Linked DNA regions of Zea mays: region 2 is linked to region 1. A link is a contact called in public Hi-C data. All regions are on one chromosome and are shown on one strand. Each heading gives the region's core, a stretch centred on a gene start, on an enhancer-like site or on the middle of the called end of the contact. The rest is flanking DNA. Distances are from core to core; before and after follow the strand shown.

Region 1 (6,433 bases), core at 1,930-4,429:
CACGGCCCGCTTTGCCGACCCCGCCGTCGTCTTTCACCGCCGCGAGCCGGCCATACCCGCCGCTCCCGACGTTCCGGCGGCCCGCTCCGAGTCGTCAGTGTACCACCCGGTCGCCATCCACCGCGACCCCGGGCACGTCCACCCGATGGTGACTCAGCGCGCCGCTGGCGTTCTTCGCCCCGTCGACCGGCTGATCCTGGCAGCGGATACGACCTGCACTCCTCCGGACGCATCCCCTGTGCCCTCCTCCGTTCGCGCTGCCCTCGCCGACCCACATTGGCGTCGTGCTATGGAGGAGTACGCGGCCCTCTTGGCCAACCACACCTGGGACCTGGTGCAGCGTCCACCAGGCACCAACGTGGTCACCGGCAAGTGGCTATTTCGCCACAAGCTGACCTCGGATGGCTCCCTCAACCGCTACAAGGCTCGTTGGGTCCTTCGGGGCTTCACCCAGCGCCCCGAAGTGGATTACGACGAGACCTTCAGCCCCGTCGTCAAGTTCGCCACTGTTCGCGCCGTCCTCTCCCTCGCCCTCTCCCGCGACTGGGCGATCCACCAGCTCGACGTCAAGAATGCCTTCCTCCATGGCACTCTGACGGAGACTGTCTACTGCAACCAGCCCACCGGCTTCGTCGACGCTGACCGTCCGGATCTGGTCTGCCGGCTGAACCGGTCCCTGTACGGCCTCAAGCAAGCGCCACGGGCATGGTACAGTCGCTTCGCCTCCTACCTGGCCTCCATCGGCTTCGTCGAGGCCAAGTCGGACACGTCCCTGCTCATCTACCGGCGCGGCAACGACACCGTCTACCTCCTGCTCTACGTCGACGACATTGTGCTCACGGCATCCACTGCCGACCTTCTTCACCGCACGATCGTCGCCCTTCAGCGGGAATTCGCCATGAAGGACCTAGGGCCCCTACACCACTTCCTCGGCATCACCGCCGAGCGCCGGCCTCAGGGTCTCTTCCTCCACCAGCGCCAGTACGCCATCGACATCCTGAAGCGGGCTGGCATGTCTGACTGCAAGCCTTGCTCCACGCCTGTCGACACCCAGGCGAAGCTCTGAGGACGACGGGCCTCCGGTCGCCGACGCGACGTCCTACCGGAGCCTGACCGGCGCGCTCCAGTACCTCACCTTCTCCAGGCCCGACATCGCTTACGCCGTCCAGCAAGTGTGCCTGCATATGCACACTCCGCGGGAGCCCCATCTCACCGCGCTCAAGCGGATTCTGCGCTACCTCCGCGGCTCCCTCGACTACGGCCTCCTACTCCGACCATCCCCGACGTCGGAGCTTGTGGTCTACACCGATGCTGACTGGGCTGGCTGTCCCGACACACGCCGGTCCACCTCCGGTTACGTCGTGTTCCTGGGCGCCAACCTCGTCTCTTGGGCCGCCAAACGGCAGCCCGTCGTCTCTCGCTCCAACGCTGAGGCCGAGTACCGCGCCGTGGCCAACGGCGTGGCAGAGGCCTCCTGGCTACGACAACTCCTCCACGAGCTCCACAGTCCCCTTCAGCGCGCCACCCTCGTCTACTGCGACAACGTCAGCGCGGTCTACCTCTCCACCAATCCCGTGCAGCATCAGCGCACGAAGCACGTGGAGATTGACCTGCACTTCGTCCGCGAGCGTGTCGCTGCCGGTGACGTTCGGGTTCTCAGCGTCCCCACCACACTGCAATTCGCTGACATCTTCACCAAGGGGTTACCGTCGAGTGTATTTTTAGACTTTCGCTCCAGTCTCAACATCTGTACAGGATAGAGTTGTGACTACGGGGGGGTGTTAGAATACCCGTTTGGCCGTTTAGGGTTTGGGGTTTTTCCCTATGTAATTACTGTCTCGCCCCTCTGTAATGGGTCTGGCCCAGTACTCAAGTCTATTAATACACCACCCAACCCTTGTTAGGGTTATGGGTTCACATTCCAACAATTAGTGAATGGATTTAGCAAAATCTTCGAAGAAGAGGCAACCTACTGATCTAGAAGTAAATTGTACACAAAAGTGAGCACTTGTCTGATATACAAATGGTTTAAATATCAAATTCGAATTTAAATTAAATTTACTTTACACTTTGAGACCCCACTCCCACTCCGAGTATAATCCATAGATGCTCATAAGGGGGTGTGGGCCAAAACTAGAAGAACAAACATGGTTTTCAGTTGGAACATTCGCCTAAAAAGTATGGTGAACTGGTGAAACAATGTATACCTTTATATTTTACTACTTCTTCGCCTTCATAAAACACCTTGAATGTTGGGTAGGAGTGTATATCGACCTTTGAGCATACTGGTTTGCTGACACCACAGTCAACTTGCCCAATCTCAATTTCATCCGCACCTTCCATAACCTTTCCCAGGTCCTCCCATAGTGTTCCAAGGTTCTTGCTGCAGACGCGATACACTTAACGAATCAACTTCGTGGCAGTAGAAAAATCTATACATGATAAGCCAGCATCCATCTAATCCCCTGTGAGAAGCATGCGTTACCAGTGTTTACACCAGGGGACGCAGAATTGCACAAACCACACCGTGTCCTTCTCCTTTATCTAAACAAGAGAGAAATATCTCAAAATCAAACTTGATTGACCGGAACAAGTATACAAACATACAGCGGATCGCAGTAGCACTCTCTGGCTTTTGTTCGACAAATTGTGCAGACTGTAACGATGTAAGCCCTATCCTCATGAGAACGTAGTAACTAAAATGATAGATTTGAACTCCTGGACTATCTATATCAGGTAACAGGACTGCAAAAGCTATGATCCATCCGTTTAATAACGGCGAGTGGCAACTTAGCAACTATGAAGTCATCGAAGTGAAACCATTGAACAATTGGTATACAGCTGCCAAATCTGGAACACGACTAAGCATGGCGATCTGTCTAGTATGTAGCCTCCGCTAATTCTTGCGTCCATCAGCGCAACACAGAAAAGGTACAGCCGTGCCAAGTATCCGCGGCTGGAGGAAGGTAAGGCGAGAGAAGAGAGACCAAGAGAAGTGCACGGCGGGGGTTACCTTGTCGGAGAAGGTCTCTTCGGTGAGGGTGATGACTTCGGCACTGGAGCGCGCGGTGAGGACCACGAGGACGGTGAGCGACACCAGCAAGAGGCGGATCGGTAGGCGCCGTCGGGCGGGAGCGCCTAGATCCATGGCTAGCACGGACGGCGACGACAGCGACGGCGAGGGGAGGGAGAGGGGAAAAGAAGAGTTGAGGGTGGGGAAGTAAAGTCGACAGCGACGGCTTGGCATTTGTTGGGCTGTTATGGGCCGCTAGATACGCTGCCTTCGTCGCGTGAATTTCTGGGCCTCCGCATGTTTCCGTGGGTGCAGCCCAGATCGCCCAGCTTTTCATGGTTTTCTGCGGACTGTGTTGTCCCTTGTGTCTGTCAGTCTGTGTATCTGCTGTACTTTGTTGGCGTCTACTGATGTCTCCATCGATCTCCCATCAAAATAGAACCCAGAGCCCCCCCCCCCCCCCCCCCTTTTCAAAATCAAATGAAACCCGCTACTGTTCATTCACGAGATCCCGCCCTGGCGGCTGGTGGTGGTGATGCAGCAGAGCACGTCAGGTTGCCGCGAGAAGTTGATTGATGCTCTGTGCACTCCAGCGACCGATCGAGCAGAGCGCTGGAGAGGCATATTCCCTTCCCGTCAGCAGTTCGCCGAGCAGTCGGCAGGGGTTATTGTTGACCTCTAGTGTACTCATCCTGCTACAACCTAGTATGTCATTTTTTACGGGTCCACCAATGGTACAGAAACAGTGCTCCACTACTCCGTCGACCGTCATCCACTTTATAATGTTGTTTGCTTAACGGAGCTATAATTTGTACTTGTCCTTCAGAGCATAAATGTTGGGAGACGGGACATATGATGTCACCCAATATGCAAGAGTCACATTGAATGTGATCAGCAAGTATTACCTACCTTGTTGCTATGATGCTAACCGTGATGCCAAAGCTCATTAGCTTCATACAAAATATTGGATCTCATCTCATATGCAACGTTGGACGAACATTGACAAAATATGGGGTTACTTTTATTAAAAATGTTTTAATGGAATTAGCGCTAACCATTGTGATGTTGTAGAAAATATCAAACTCATCAAACTTTAATCAGTGAACAATACTAGACAAAGAAAAACTAAAAGAAACAAAAAATTCCCATTGGAACCGGAACCTGCGAATTATTCTTAGGTAGGAAAAGAAAGAGTATGTTTTTTACGCCCTACCCGAATGAGCTTAGGATGTTGACACTGCTCTAATCGCCGTTGTTCATTAACATGATCAAGGGAGAAACACCAAATATGAATTCTGCTATCCATAATGAAGTTTTTCACTTTATTAAAAAAAGAAAAAGATAAAAGGCCGGCCAGCTGGGCCACTACTAGTCCGGTTGGCCGAGCAGCCCAGCAAGCAGCATCGTAACCCTACGTGCTGCTAAGCACGGGTAGCAGCACGGGGAGATGGAGACCGAGCGAAGGGAAGCAGTTTGCTTCCTGACGGCGGTGCTCTGCAGGTGGTTGAGGGCTCATCCGAGATTCATGGCGCCCCCTGCGCAATCTCCTCGAGCCTGGCTTCTTAAGTATGGAGATTTACTCTCTGCTGGGTATCTAGCCAAAAATCGCCAGCTCCCTGTTCTTCTTCCCCTCTCGGTTCCAGTCACAGTTTGGATCGATTCCGTCGATTTTTGGTGTTCTGGTGTTCATCTTGGTGGTGGAAGAAGGTGGAGGTGGCACTGCTCGTGCGCAGTGAGGTTCTCCTGTGGTTCGTTGATTTATCAGTACGCTTGTCTGGTGCTCTGTCTGTTCTGATCTCTGTCCACCGTGGCCTGGTGTTTGGGCTCTCTGCTGCGCGGTGTTCCTCTTCTCGGGCTGGTGCTGTGGACATCTCCTTCGGCTCCGGCAGCGGCTTCAATATCTCCGTCAACCTCCCGCCGTGCAGGTCCGGACGTGGGCGGCGGAATTGGTTTTCTGAGACAGAACCTTGTGTTCGCTGAGCTGGTCTTCCCACGTAGACAATCTACGTGCTGTGAGTTGTTCGTTGCCTCACTTTATTTACTGTTTAATTTTGTGCAATCTGCTAGTATTAAATACTTGGGTGTGATTGCACTATTATGGGTGGATTTGTTTGCTCAATGATAATAGCGATGAAGTGAGACAACGTGACAGTCTGGGTTTTAGTGTGTTGTTATTTTCAGCAGTAATATTATTTATGTCTAGTAATTTCTTTCACAATTGTGCAAGCTGATTATTTAAGTTCATTATTATTCTTTAATTCTTGTGCACACTGCTTTAATTTTGATATTGATGCTAGATTTCTAGGCTTATAATATTTATTCTAAAACCCTAATTTGGTAAGGTAGGACTGTCACGTTAGTCGAGGATCTCTGATCACCATTTAGCGTTGGAAGGCTGTCTAGAGTAACCCACTATTTTGAGAGCAATGTCTTAATATAAACAATTATGTTTATGTGTTAAATCCCCCTTCTTCATCTACAAGCCATGTTTAATCATCTAATGGACCTGAGTAGCTATGTTTCATATTTTCGTATACTGTTCATTGCTACTGTTCATTGCTGTTATAATTACATATGGCATTTATCTGAGTTATATGCCTGTTTTATTCGGAATTAGAATATTTAATCTATTTAAATATGTAGAAAGCATGTCATTTATTTCTCTAATTTTACAACAGTCCAGAAAACCAATTCGTATAATGGCCTCCAGTTCTGATGTCATTAAGCCTGAAGCGTTCGACGGCGCAAGCTTTAAGCGCTGGCAGATTAAGACTCGCATGTGGCTCACTGACCTAAAATTATTTTGGGTAGTGACGTCGGCTGTTCCCGAGGCTGCATCATATAATGCTGATGATGCAGCGAAGGTCGCCGCACTAGCGGAGAAAGCCAAGTGGGACGAAGCCAATGAGGCATGCTTGTCTCGTCTGCTGAACGTCTTGTCGAACCGCTTATTTGACATGTACTCTGGTTTTACCTTCGCTAAGGGTCTATGACTGAACTTGAGAACGAGTTCTCTGAAGTTGACAATGGCAATGAGTCATTCACAATGGAAAACCACCTCAACTATAAAATGGCTGAGGGAAGGTCTGTTATGGAGCAGCTACAGGAGATTCAACTCCTTGTTAGGAACTTGGTCCAATATGGTTGCGTCCTACCAGACAGTTTTCAGGTGAATGCAATATTGGCAAAGCTCCCGCCTTCTTGGCGAGACTTTGTGACTTCACGTCGCCACATGAAGAAGCAAATGACTCTCACTGACTTGTCAGCTGCGATAAATGTGGAAGAGCGTGCAAGGTCCAGTAACAAGCCATCTCAACAACTCCAGGCTCACGTTGTTGAGAAGGGTGGAGATAGAAAATTCCAGAAGAAGAAGAAGAACTCTCCACAGAAGAATATGAACCAACCTAAGTCCAAAAAGAT
Region 2 (6,433 bases), core at 1,401-3,900, 130 kb after region 1:
CATAATCTTTTTTTAACTCCTCTAGCGTATATAGCCACACTGGTTTGCTGTACCAAAACTAGGTATTGTTTGGTTCAAACGTTGTTAAGAGAATGATAATGGAATCAGTACCCATTACCCATCAGTAGCCACACTCGGTGGTAATGGTTAATAGTTATTATTGAATTGAATAGTAGTACATAGTATTACTAGAAAGAGCTCAATCAAACAAAAGTGTCAGTATCCATTACCCCATGTAATCCATTTATGTTACATTTTGGCAAATCAAACACCACCTTAATCATGAGCAACTACTGATTATTGTGTTTATCACCGACAGTTTACCTACGCCGGCCAATCAATAAATCAATCAGCACAACCGTTGGTAACACACCACGTGCCAGGCGCCCATTGGCCATGTATATATATACCACCACTGATGCTACAGTACCACGGATCTTGCTCCAGTGCTGGATAAACCCAAGACGCAGAAAAGGTGAGCCGCATGCATCAGCATAGCACAGACCCCACCGTGGCACTGGCGCCGTCCATCTCGAGCTCCAGGCTCCAGCCATAGTAGAGGCGCGTGGCACGCCACCCGCGAGGTCGCTGTGCGAACCGGAGCACGCGATCCTGCCGCCCGGGGTGCGGTGGGCCGTGGGCGCCCACCCCACCTGCCCGAAGCGTAACCGGTACGCGTGGGGTGGCTCGGATCCCCGTACGGCGGCGGCAGCTGTGAGCCTGTGACCCGTTCTGTTTTGCCGCCTCATCGTGGCGTGGACTCGTGGTGGCCCGGTGGAATTGGCAGGTGGCGTATCGGGGATTCGGGACCTTGGGTGATGGGCATGCGATGCGATGCGAGGGGCGGTCGCCGGTCGGTCTCCGCCAGCACGTCCAGCCGTTGCAAGCGTCCACACTCTCTCGTCCGGTTGCGCGCCGTCCCAAACTTTCAACCAAAATATGCTAGAGCAACACAAGGGGTCTCAAACTTTCAACGACTTTCGACACACTGAGCAAGCGGCTAAGAGCAGCCCAACACGTAAATTATGAGATAAATTTCATATTTGCCAAATCATTTAGACATTGTAGATAGGAATCAATATTTTTAAGTCACATGATATCCTATTTTAACATTCTTTATCATTACTCCATTCAGGAATAGAGCTAGTGACGGGGCGGGTGGGGCTCGATCCTCACTACCGCCTCGAGCCCATGGAGTACCACTAAAGTCTCTCCTAAATTTAAAATGTACACCATATAACATAGAATTGGCTTATATCGGTAACACTGTAGTTCAGTCCCTGTGAAAATTATTTCGGGCTCCATCCTTGACTCTATTCATCCATGTAGGACGGACCTATGAAGAGCTTATTATGTTGCAGGTAGTAGAATTGCAGATTTATAACATGAGGCTCCCTACTCAACATAATTTATATGTCTCCACTTTGATATTTGAGTGCTCATCTTTACAGTTGTATTTAGAATATAAACATAAAAACAAGAGCTATAGCGAATACTATTTTGGGACAAAGGGAGTAATATTTTATCTATACATTTGGTTAAACTTTGGACACTTTAACCGACAATGCATCTATAATTATATTTTTTAATCAGATTTAGTATTGATTAAAATCACTAGATCACCAAACTTGAAAACTATTGTATGTTTAAAATACTCAGTTTAAGCACAAAGTGATTGAAAGTGTTTTAGATGATAAGAGTGTCACAAACCCCTTTTAAGAACATGTAGTATGTAACTATGTATAGCCATTACAAACGTAATACACAGACACAAAAACACAAAAAAGGGAAAAACTATGGCCATTTTCCACAGCAAAATGCCCCGATGAAAAGCCAAGATCCTAAAAATAAGAGACCACAGCACTTAATGTTATTCATAGTTGCATGTATCTTCAATTGCTACTAAATACCCCGTCCGTTTTAAACTGTGTATAGTTTTAGTTTTGGTATAAGTATTTTTTTTTCAAACTTTGACTAAGGGTCTGTTTGGTTGGGCTGTGGCTGTGAAAAAAGTTGTTGTGGTCTGTGAGCTGTGGAAAAAGCTGCTGTAGGCTGTGTGCTGTTAAAAAGCTAAAAATCGTTTGGTGGAAACCACTAAAAGTCGTTAAAAGTTCTTCGATATATGTTTTCACAGTTCCATCCAAAAGCCACTAAAAGCAGGTACAGGGGTGCTTTCAGTTTTGCACTACGAGAAAGTCGGCTTTTAGAAAAAGCTGCTTCCTGATCCAACCCTTTGGTTGACTTTTGGCTTTTAGGGGGCAAAAGCCAAAGCCAAAAGCCAAACCAAACACACCCTAAGTCCATGAATAAAATAGACCAGTACCTATAGCTATGACATCAATTTCATTTCTGAATTTTGTTTACACAATGCACTAAACTAAACTAATGTGCGGGGCAACGTTCAAAACTTCAAATATCTGTGAACAGTTTGATTCTTACATTTGCATGGGTACTCTCTTAAGTTTTATTGTCAGTGAACGCAGGAACAAAATGGGACCACTGCTTTTGAAATTTTGTGATCACTTCTCCTGCAGGCCCAAGTACTTACTCCGCCGTGGTACGCATAGAGCATCTCTGTCAATCTGACCGTCCATTTATAAGTGGCAGTTGCGAGCCGCCGTGCTGCCTCTCACATCTCCTACGGCCAAGACCCGTGGACACTAGTGGGGAAGAAAGCAACCACGGAACCACCGAAGAGACCCACCGGAAACTCCTACAGCCCTAAGCACACAGCGTAGCGGGACCCACAAGTCAGCCAAACGTCTCAAGCTCGCCATTTCGCCTCCGTTTCCAACTCCCAGTGCCGGTCTTCCACTCCTCCCTTCTTCGCCTCCCAATTTCCAAACCTCTCTCTTGGGACTGGGAGCACGTACACGCGGAGGAAAAGCGATCGGCGCCGCGGCGGCAAGATGACTGCGGCGGCGACGATGACGTGGCACGAGGACCTGGCCACTCTCGTGGGGGACACGGACGTTCACCTCACCGGCGCCGGGGGGCACGCGCCGGCGCCGGCGGATGTTACGCCGGCGGGGGCCGGGTGGTACGGGGAGGAGGAAGAGGTGAGGGCGGAGGAGGGGTGGGCGCAGCAGGCGAAGGGGTTCGCGGAGTCGACGGCGGAGATGCTGCGGGAGCTGGGCCGTGGGCTGTGGGACGTCGCCGCGCAGAGCCTCGCCGGCGCCGAGGACAGCGAGCTCGGGCGGCGGCTGCGGAAGCGGGCGGCGGCCACGGGGGAGCGCCTCAGCTTCATGAACGAGTACCTTCCCGAGGAGCGCGACCCAGTGAGGTGTTGGCTCATCGTCGCCGCAGTCTCATTCGTCACGCTCCTAGGTAACCGCTGATCTCGCGCCCACCGCTCTTCTCTGCGTCAGCACCGCTACACACCGCGCTGGCGTGACTCGTCTCTGCCTCCAGCGGAGCGTGCAAATGTGGTTTCTGGCGTCCCGCAACAGGCTATATGGGTTTTTGTCTCGTATTTGTTCTTTTGTGGGGATGGATCTAACGGACTGTGGAGAATCGGGAATAAGCGCGCAGTTTCTGTTGAGGGTTTTATTTTGAGTTTTGGATTGTAATCTCTCTCATCTGTGAGCAGATATCTAGTAGCCTGTAGTACGTTTCACTGTCGAATTGGTTGAAAAAACGTGATATTTGCAGCCATACATTTTCAGACCCTCGGATCCATGACTAGTTTGCTTGGGCAATGTTGTGTTGACAAGAAAAAAAACCCCACAACTACACTACTGCTTTATGTGTATTCTGGGTTTGTGTTTGATCCACTGAATCAGTGCGATGGTCAAGGATGCCACTAGTCAATTGTTTTACCTTTTGAGTTCCTTCTCCCGGAATGGGACAAGGGCGACTGCTTGACCCTATTTCATTCACATTTATACAGATGGTTTGTCTAGTGTGTCTGGTTTAAGTAACCGTCTAGTTCTCATTTTTAGTCCGATTTACTCTGTCACTGATTTCTTACGTACATTTTGTGAGCAGTTTGGTTCATTGTGGACCAAAGCTTCTTACTTGAGAACTGCAACATGTCAGTTTATATATTTTTCGAATAATATTATGGATTTAAGTTGACTTCATTCTTGATATCCTCATGTTATGAATTTATGGCCATCGGTTATAAACACAATGCTTCATCTATCCAGTAGTGCCAAAATGTTCATACCTGATTGACTCAGTTATGCATTAGACATCCATTTTGTCAGTGCACTGTGGTCAGTTGATGCACATTACAGTTTGTCCATGTAAGGATCAGTGCACCACTTTAATTGCTTAATGAGAATGTTCTCTATGCAGTTTTAGGTGCTGGGAATGGCAATGAAACTCCAGTAGAGCTTCCAAAGAAACTTACCATCTGTCCCCCAAGTGCTGATAGAATCCAACTTCCTGATGGACGACATCTGGCTTATGAAGAACAAGGAGTCTCAGCTAACAGAGCAAGATTTTCACTGATTGCTCCTCATTCTTTTCTTTCATCAAGGCTAACAGGTAGGGAGTCTAGTTGAGTTGGTACAGTATGTTAGTATAATCAGAGGGCTATATCATTTACCGGACTCTGTTGGCATTTCCATGCTTTCTATTTGATCTACATTGTTCTTTTTCATGCAGGAATTCCTGGAATTAGTGCATCTCTTCTAGAAGAATTTGGAGTACGACTTGTGACCTATGATCTTCCTGGTTTTGGTGAAAGTGATCCACACATAGGCCGGAATCTCAATTCTTCTGCACTGGACATGCTCTATCTGGCTAATGCTCTCAATATTCCAGAGAAGTTCTGGGTTGTGGGCTATTCTGGAGGTGGCATGCATGCCTGGAGTGCTCTTCATTACATTCCTGATCGAATTGCTGGTACCTACTTCATTTGGTTTTCTTCTATATTGTTTTGGATTTCTAGATTTATATGTTGGCAAGTTCTTGATGGGGATGCCTCTTTGGCTGCAATTGTCTGACACTAGCACACTGGAGCCATTGTTCAGCCTGTGGATATGCAATGCCATACCTTATTTATGCCTTTTGAACTTCAGAAGACTTAATTATGGAAATGATTGTGACCTAAACATAATGTGATCCATGTTTTACATTTTTTGTAATTTTATTAGTATACAACTTTTGCCTCGATGATAATGAAATGTGAGTGCTCCATTCAATTGGATTACTCAGCACCGTCTGAATCTGTAACAATATTTTTGTAACTGAAAGCACAGATGCACATATGTCTTCCTTATTTCGGAACCTTGATCTGGTTAAGTCATAGTAACTGCCATTGCATCTTAAAATTAAGATGTGATTATTTCAGTCAAAGCATTTATTACTTTTGTCTTCAAAGAACACAGACCTTACATGCTTATTGTATATGTAAGTATTACCATTAGGTCTACTGATATGTGATTCATTATTCTGAGTCCAGGTGCAGCAATGTTCGCACCTATGGCAAATCCATATGACTCCAAGATGACGAAAGATGAGAGGAGTAAAACATGGGATAGCTGGTCAACGAAACGGAAACTGATGCACATTTTAGCTCGGAGGTTTCCGTCACTGCTACCGTTCTTTTATCGCCAAACCTTCCTTTCTGGAAAGCAAGGACAGCTGGAGAGTTGGTTGTCACTGTCATTAGGGAAGAAGGTATGCTGTTATCAGTGTTATGTACTATCTCAAAGTACCAAAGAAAAATTGGGATGCTGCTACAGAGCAATATGGGAATGTCATTATTATTTGCTCTATCATTCCCTGCTCTCACTATCCATCATCAGGGTTCCTTATAAGTTATAATGTAGAAACCTTCTGTTTATTTCAAGGCATAGGAAAATCAGATGCAAGATGTGTGGTATCTTGTACAACAGACAATGACGCAAGGAATAAGTGGCACTGGATTTTAGTTAGATAAATATTTTTTTAAAAAAATAATATTGAGCTGAAAATTCGAAGCATCTATGTTTATCTTCCATGTGCTACTATACACTCAACATCTGTTCCACATAGGTAAACAACTTCAGCCCTTTTTTATGAATATGTTAGTAATTGATTTATCCATGCCTGATTGATGCTAGCTTAAAATTCTCAGTACTTATCCCTTTGATTAAATGTGAACATTTGCCCTTTCTTGTGCCAAGTACTAATATTACGGCATTATTCAGGACAAAACTTTACTGGAAGGTCCTGTGTTCAATGCATTCTGGGAAAGGAATGTTGCAGAGGCTGTGCGCCAGGGAGATGCAAGGCCATTTGTAGAGGAAGCTGTGCTGCAAGTATCTGACTGGGGTTTCAGCTTATCTGACATCCAAATGCAGAAGAAAGAGGCTGGGGGATTTTTTGAGCTCATCAAGTCTCTGTTCAATCAGGCCGAAAGAGAGTGGGTGGGATTTCTGGGCCCAATACATATATGGCAGGTTTGTACTCTGTTCCCAGAAACTGAAAGTGATCCGAGCGT

The links. Hi-C and Micro-C count contacts between places; a contact is called where the count stands out from the background.
Region 2: a contact with region 1 is called in a Hi-C map of leaf, with 5 times the contacts expected there. The contact joins the promoter of LOC100191424 here to the promoter of LOC606415 in region 1. A contact is called at or near these places in 20 of 25 Hi-C or Micro-C datasets (bundle sheath, ear, endosperm and 5 more) and 2 of 3 datasets of contacts at active chromatin or transcription factors (leaf and seedling).

The regions. Positions count from the first base shown.
Region 1 is chr1:44,002,209-44,008,641 of Zm-B73-REFERENCE-NAM-5.0, forward strand. It overlaps LOC606415, which reads right to left and starts at 3,180. Exons shown (of 4, transcript NM_001112290.1): 1 at 3,014-3,180; 2 at 2,486-2,544; 3 at 2,208-2,383. The coding sequence starts at 3,148.
Region 2 is chr1:44,133,704-44,140,136 of Zm-B73-REFERENCE-NAM-5.0, forward strand. LOC100191424 (alpha/beta-Hydrolases superfamily protein) reads left to right here and starts at 2,651. Exons shown (of 6, transcript NM_001136857.1): 1 at 2,651-3,327; 2 at 4,300-4,491; 3 at 4,612-4,851; 4 at 5,411-5,628; 5 at 6,141-6,392. The coding sequence starts at 2,910.